Regions from separate parts of the Sus scrofa genome. Here region 2 is linked to region 1. Evidence: chromatin contacts called from public promoter capture Hi-C data. All regions are on one chromosome and are shown on one strand. The core of a region is the stretch at or near the end of the contact, and the rest is flanking DNA. Distances in the headings are between cores, read along the strand shown.

The links. Promoter capture Hi-C pulls out the DNA fragments that hold promoters and counts their contacts.
Region 2: a promoter capture Hi-C map of liver shows a contact between it and region 1, with 3 times the contacts expected there. The contact joins the promoter of NUP155 here to the promoter of BRIX1 in region 1. A contact is called at or near these places in 1 of 5 promoter capture datasets (liver) and 1 of 47 Hi-C or Micro-C datasets (heart right ventricle).

What each region holds. Positions count from the first base shown.
Region 1 is chr16:20,510,212-20,514,025 of Sscrofa11.1, forward strand. It overlaps BRIX1 (BRX1, biogenesis of ribosomes), which reads left to right and starts at 2,070. Exons shown (of 10, transcript NM_001244824.1): 1 at 2,070-2,263. The coding sequence starts at 2,090. RAD1 (cell cycle checkpoint protein RAD1) reads right to left here and starts at 1,961. Exons shown (of 8, transcript XR_308376.3): 1 at 1,827-1,961; 2 at 1,107-1,371; 3 at 35-143.
Region 2 is chr16:22,588,515-22,592,083 of Sscrofa11.1, forward strand. It overlaps NUP155 (nuclear pore complex protein Nup155), which reads right to left and starts at 1,605. Exons shown (of 35, transcript XM_003133893.4): 1 at 1,039-1,605. The coding sequence starts at 1,168.

The sequences.
Region 1 (3,814 bases), core at 820-3,319:
TTTATGTTGTTATAATGATAATAAAATAGTTCACCTGGCACAGGACTTGATCCAAAAATAGATAAACAGTCTAAAAGGACGGTTAAATTAATTCGAAAAGTAACAGACTCTTCTTGAACTGTAAACTCTTGAAATATTCCAGCCTATGGAAAAAAAAAGTGAAAATGTATACGTATATTAAAGAATGAAACTCATATAAGGTTCTGAATTTCACTTTATATGTTTTTAAAATAACAATATTGTGCTAATACCATGAAAATAATTTTTGATTACCAAGAAAAACCTCTTAAACTTTTTCAACTGTGATTCATTAGGTGTAAGAATGATTTTGGTCCCATGCAAAACTTTATGAAAGGTCCTTCATCTAGCTTCGAGGAGCTAAACTATCCCCCACCTGACTCTCCCTTGTCTTCTCTGTGTGCCCATAAACTTGGCTAAGGTTATTCAGACACTAGTCAATCAGACAATGCACGAGTGATACTGGTCTTCAGCTTCTTTTGAGGACAGAAACCATGTCTTATTTATCCCTCTATACCCAAGGTCATACCATGCACTTAGGTGTTCCAAAAAAATTCTGAACTAAATCTGAAATCCTATCTGAACTATTCAAATATTACTTTTAAGAGTAGATTATACTATAACCAATAAAAGGGATTTTTTTTTTTTTTAATCATAGGGAGGTAGTGGTAAAGGGCATATGCTATGGAAACAAATGTCCTGGGTTCTTATCCCAATTCAGCTGCTTGCCAGCTGTAGGACTGTTGACAAATCACTTAACAGTGTCTCAGTTTCCACATACGTAAAAATGAGAATAATAACAGAACCTACATCAAAGACTATTCTCTGAGGATTAAATGAGTTAAACATATAAAACGCTCAGAAGAGTGCCCGGCCTATAGTTTAGCTTAATATATTCTAGACATTATTATTATTATTAACCATTATCTCTGTTAAACAAGATTGCAGAAGAATTTGTTACCAGGAGAGAAAAAGAATTCAAGTAATGATATTTTGCTCTTTAACTTAAATGATATCAATTAAGACCTTCATTGTCTGGGGTGAAGAATATCACTAAGTCCCAGGCTTAAAGGTGACTACTTTCATACCTGAATAAAAGCATTTGCTTGCACACACTTTGCATTTTCCACTGTGACCTTGATTCCATTTTTAGTAGCGAAACAGGTGGCATGTTCTCGGAAATGAATAGCCTTCAAGATAGTGGAGAGATTCCTCACGTTGTCGAGGCTGGCCACTAAACTGTAATCACTCTCATCTGGGATCTGTTGTGTTAGGAGGGGCATGGTTCACTGCGCATTCCGCCCGGAGAGCGGCTCCTGATGCCAACACCTGCTCCCGCTGGTCGCGGAACACCTGATGAGATCAGACAAACTCCCGTCAATGCTGGCTAAGCCCGCGATCTCAACCTGCGCTGAGCCAAGTGGAAGAGGCCTGGACGGTGAACTCGACCGACCAGGGATTGAACCCCACTTCTGCCACTTAACTGTCTAACTTTGGGGGAAATTATCTCTTTAAGCTACGGTTTCCTCGTCTTCAGTAAGACGACAGTAACCATGAAAAACTGAACGATGAAAACACCCAACAACAACAACATCATTCTACTCGGGCCAGCTTCGCCACGCCAAGATGAGGCTGCGTATCACCAAAGAGTCGGTTTTGAGCTGTCCACGCAGCCAACCTCGTCCCTAACAGACAAGGGGTGGGGGTGGTCCTCGGATCCTCCAAAAGCCCCAGACAACGCGGCGCACCAACCCGCCGCGGGACTGCACCCGTTTACTAGTCTCGATATGCCAAGCGCCCAAACCCACCTTTGGGGTCGGGACGCAGCTCCCTGGCAGCCGGGGAGGAAGTGGAGCGGCTCCCGCCACTTTTTCAGACCCGCCAGCCCCGTCAGCACCGTCACCACAGAGATAGACAAAGCCTAGAGAGTCTGGCATCCGGTACCACAGAGACCGGAAAGAGGCACCTAGAGCTGGAGGACTGCCGAGCCCAGCCCCGGGACCATAGAGATGGGAAAGCGGAGCGAGCGGCGCAGCCGGAAGGAAGGCCCAGAGAGAAGCTGGGGAGCAAGATGGCGGGAAGCAAGATGGCGGCAACCAAGAGGAAACGGCGTGGAGGCCCGGCTGGTCCGGCGAAAAAGCTGAAAAGAAGCGAAAAAGACGCCAAGCCGCCTGCTAAGTCAAGCGAGGTGGCAGAGGAAGCGGAGGAGGAAGATAGAAATCGTATTCCGGGCCCGGTTTGCAAGGTAGAGTGGGCTCTGCGGCCGCGGCTCCGCACGCCTTCTCTGAGGCTACCTATTTGATTATGGCTCTGCGGGTTTCGGAGTTTCTGAGGTGTTCCTGGAGGTCGTTTTCAGCCCTTCCAGCTGGACTGGCTACCAGGTTTATAGCTAAAGCTTGGACACATGGCTGCCCTCCTGGAGGCGCGGGCTGAGCACCTGGGTGGGCTTCAGAGCTTTTAGAGGGTCACAGAGAAGCGACTTTGAGGGTCTTAATTCCAGCGTTTAGTCTTCCATTTACTCCCCTATTGTTGTTGTTGTTGGAGAGTAATAGTTTTACCAATTAAAGTTATTCCTCGCTATTGAGTGTATCCCTTAGAGTAATACTTCCATATACCGACATAGTTAGGTATGGTTAGTTAGGAATCCTAAAGCTTGTTATGTGGCCCTTTAAAAAGTTCCTTTTCTTGGGATTGTGAATTTGACTTGCTTGATCTCGGGGTAATGAAAGCTAGACAAGATAACGTGAGCTTTTCTTGTATTCATGAAGTTTTAACGTGCCGGGCACGGTGAGAAGTTAGGTTTCCCCTGCCTTGGGATTGCAAAACTAGAATGTGACCACTTCAGTTTAGAAGGAAACTAGGAACTTATATGTTTTTTGCTCAAAACAAGGTGAGCACAAGTTGCTGCTAACTTTAATTCGACTGAGAGCTCCTTAAGCCAGGTCAAATATTGTGGAGACTAGAGTTAACATTTGTTTCATAAACTTCTCTGTCGACCTTCAGCTTTGCCAGATCTCTGTTTGACACGCTAGCGAGTAATAAATGACCCTTAATGGTTTGGTGGGGTGGCAAGCATTGGGAAAGGAGTGAGCTTTGAGGAATGAAAGATGAGCTTGAATTGTAGCCCTGCTCTTAACAGGGACGTTTTGAGCTCTTTTCTCACCTGCAAATTGAAAGGAAGAAAATATGATTTGCTTTTTATGAAAAATAAGCAGACTTCTGTTAGATTTTCAGTAAATGTTAAGCGTTCTCTTTTAGGAGCTAGAAAAAATACGATAAGGATCTATGAGTTGAGTTATAAATGAAAATTCTATTTAAATGAAGAAGATAAATATTGCTCTAGAATAAACAGGTTAGGGATTATGAAGGATTTGATTTAGCCTTTGAGCTAGATCCTAAGGTAAGAGCAAAATTCTGATTTTCAGAAAGGGGAAGGAGCAATGCAAGGGAGAGGCGGAAAGGGGAAGAGAGAGGGAGAAACTGATCAAAGACGTTGAAGTATACAAAGTGCTGAAAGTTTAAAAAATACAGCCAAGTTGGCTAGGGTGTAAGGTTGATTTGGGACAATAGTCAGGTAGAAAAAGTTAAGCAGGTGCTAGTCTGCCATATCTACTGGAGGAGCTCCTGGATGGGAAGACTAGCATTAAGGAGATGAGGAAATGATGTGAGATTTTAAGAATCTGAGTGAAGGCAGTATCAGTAGAAGATGATTAAGAGTTGTTGCTAACAGAAGTTGACAGCATTTACTAGTGCTTATGATATGAGAGAATAAAGGAAAGTGGAAGATTCAAAGTGT
Region 2 (3,569 bases), core at 355-2,854, 2.1 Mb after region 1:
GGAGATTCGGTTGAAGAGGCAGGGGTGTGTAAAGGTGGAGAGGATAGGCAGGACTGGGGTCAGATATGATGAGAGGACCACAGTGTATGGACTCTTTCTACATCTTGCTTTGAGACGTAGGGCAGTCAAAAGGAGTAGTGCTGTTCAAGATGAGAGTTGCTAATAGGTTACTCAGTTCTTACCAGACAAGCCTAGGGTAAGTAGCTGTCGGGAAGAAACACTATCTGCTTTGTTTCTTTTTGATTATAAGTCTACTCAATTAGTGAATTTTTATAAATCCTCAGTGGTGCCTTCTAGGTTTACACTGCACAGATCATCCTAGTTAGAATATATTGGTTCTTGCTTACCAAAAATCTTCAGCTTACTCTTCTCTACTCCAATTTCCAGGTCACAAAGTGGTGACTTTTTCCTTAGCAACTTATATAGTTCCATATGCCCTGGCCTTAACTTAAAATCGCTAATCAAAGTATTTTACAGACATCTCCTTTTTGTTGGTACAAAATGTGCCAACCCTGCTCATCCATCATCACTGCTGGTCTGCCCTATCGCTTCCATTATCCCGCTGGTAGTTCTTTTTAACACCTTCCAGCACTTCACATTATACTAACTCCACACAGAACAAAGCATATCTTTAAGTGAACACAGTAAATTTCCAAATTAACTTCCTGTTCTTCAGTTCTACTCTAATAATAATAGGAGGAATTAATTAACTAAGACTCAGATCAGGTGATCCTCCTCATGTAGCCTTAATGATAAACACCTGAAGGCAATGAGAGGCTCATTAAGGTTAGAGACCACCTCTTTCTGCTCCAAATGGGGGCATGCTCTTCACTCCTATCCTCTTAAGTACCTACATGAAGAAAGTGAGCAAAAAACTGAAAATGGGCTCTTCTCCGCCCTCCAAAAATGCAGTAAACAGCGTGCCAAATCTCTGAATGTCTTCGCCGATTCACCTCGGGGATAAGGACCTACTTAGAGAGGCAGGCGAGAATCTTTTAGGCCGAGAAACAAGTCACCATATGGGCATCGATCACTCACTTGGGGCAGGCACCATGAGAAGCTCAGAAAGGTCCGGGTACATGCGGTCTTCTTGCAATTGACGGTCGATGAGCCGCCCGGCATTTTCCAAAGCTTCCTGCAGGGCTGAGGCCGACGTTGAGGCCGGCATCGTCTACCCCAGCAATGAAGACGGCATCTCGAAAATCTGAGACACCGGCGTCCGGAGAAAGTCAAAAAGCAAGGAGAAATAAGAGAAAACCCAAGACGCTAATTGAGCCCCAAAGCTTACGGCGCGCGCGCCAAACGAGCGCACAGGCGCCAGTGCATGACGTACTTCCGGTTCATCCGGGGAGGGATTTGAACACAGCATTTCGGAGCTGGGAAGAGGAAGCTGTTAGACTGGGCTGGATGTTAGGGGTGGGGCTAGCGAGCGGGAGGCGCTTTCGAGCTAGCTGGCTGGATGACTGGGTTCGGGAAGAAGCCGGGAAATCGGGGGGGGGGGGGTTCCTGCAGGGAGGGAGGGAGGAAAGGGAAAGGGGAGGGACTGGGAAGGAGAGGGTAGGAAAGGGGGGTTGGGAGGGTAGAGAGAAAGGGGGCGGCTAGGCGCTGTGTAGGTGGGAGTCGGTTAATGTGGGTTCTGCGCAAGCTGCCCTGGTTCTGGTGGGTTTAGCGCGCGCTAGGACCTTTGCGCTCGGGTTTCTCGAGCTTCGCGGATGGGAATCCCATGCCTGCAGCTGTATAAGTAGGCGCGTCAGTTTGTTTTTCCAAATAACTTCTTGAAAGTGGATAGGAATTGGTAACTCTTGGTCAGAAACAATTTGCATGTAAACCAAAATTTCACTACCTTTCTTACGGGCTCTGGTGTAAATTAAAATAATCTGGAAGTTCCCGCTGTGGAGCAAGGAGATTTAGGTGTCTCTGGAGCCTGGGAAGCAGGTTGGATCCTAGCCTAGCATAGGAGGTTAAGGATCCAGCCTTGCCACAGGTTGCTACTATGGCTTGGATCTGATCCCTGGCTGGAGAACGCCTTATGCCAAGGGGTGGTCAAAAAGGAAAAAACAATCTGTACAGCAGAAGTTGGCACAACGTTGTAAATCAACAATAATTAAAAGAAAAAAAACCCTCAATCAAGCTTCCTTTATGTGTGTTGCTACCTTTTCACTTTGTGTCATTATTGTGAAAAAAATATGTTTATGGACATATTCAATGGGTGCACGGAGCTGTTGCCTTGCTTATTTCCCATTACAGAGAGGAAGTAGATGGTCAAATTCACTGTTTCATCCAGGGCCCATAGTAGAGCGCCTGGTATAAAGTAAGCTACCCAGCAGATCACCCACTCTTCCAGAAACTGAATTTTTTTTTTGTCTTTTGTCCTTTTAGGGCTGCATCTGCAGCATATGGCTAAGGGGTGGAACCCACATCCCCATGGATACTAGGGGTTCATAACCCTCTGAGCCACAACGGGAACAACATAGACTAGTGAATTTTAATTTGACAAAGTTCAAAAAAAAATTTCACTGATGGTTTCAAATTATACATGAGAAAAGGTGTTTACAAAACTACCATTAAGTTTTGGTATGCTATCATAGAAGACTATTCACAAGTGTCTAAAAAGTTATTAAAATACTCCCTTTCTTACTACATAACTGTCGTTGGCTCCTTTTCTGCATATATTTCAACTAAATAACACATCACAACAACAGATATGAGAATTTAGCTACCTCTTATTCAGCCAAACATTTAAGAGATCTGCAAATACATAAATGCTATTCTTGCTAATGGTTTACTTTTAGAAACTATGGTGATTTTTCATGAAATATGTATTATGTCTATTAATAAGGATTAGGCTTATCCTTTCAAATAAGTTACTTTTTTTTTTTTTTTTTTTTTTTTTTTGTATTTTTAGGGCCATACTCACGGCACATGGAGGTTCCCAGGCTAGGGGTTGAATTGGAGCTGTAGCTGCCAGCCTACACCACAGCTCACTGCAATACCGGATCCTTAACCCACTGAGCAAGGTCAGGGATTGAACCCAAAACCTCATGGTTCCTAGTCGGATTCATTAACTACTGAGCCACAACGGGAACTCCATATTTCTGAATTTTAGTAAAACCATGTATAGTCCTAATAAATGTTGCTGAATGAAAATATTTACATAAATTTACTCATTGGCCCACCAGCACCTTAGTCTCCTATCTCAAACAATGCTCTGTCTATACACTCTAAACAATAATCATCAAAAAGAATATCATTTCCTTTGCTCTTAGATGAAAATTTATTAACACGGCCTCCAAAGCCTTTCCACCTTCATTTCTTTCTATTTTCCACCACACCAGTCTTCTTTCAGTTATATACGCGGCCTCCAAATACAATGTCCTTAAAGTTCTGACTTTTCACCATAGCCCATATCCTTCATTCAACTCTACTCATCCTTCAGGTCTCGAATTAAACATCAGGGAATTCACATTATGGCGCATCAGAAACAAATCCAACTAGGAACCATGATGTTGCGGGTTCAATCCCTGGCCTCACTCAGTGGGTTGAGGATCCGGCGTTGCCGTGAGCTGTGG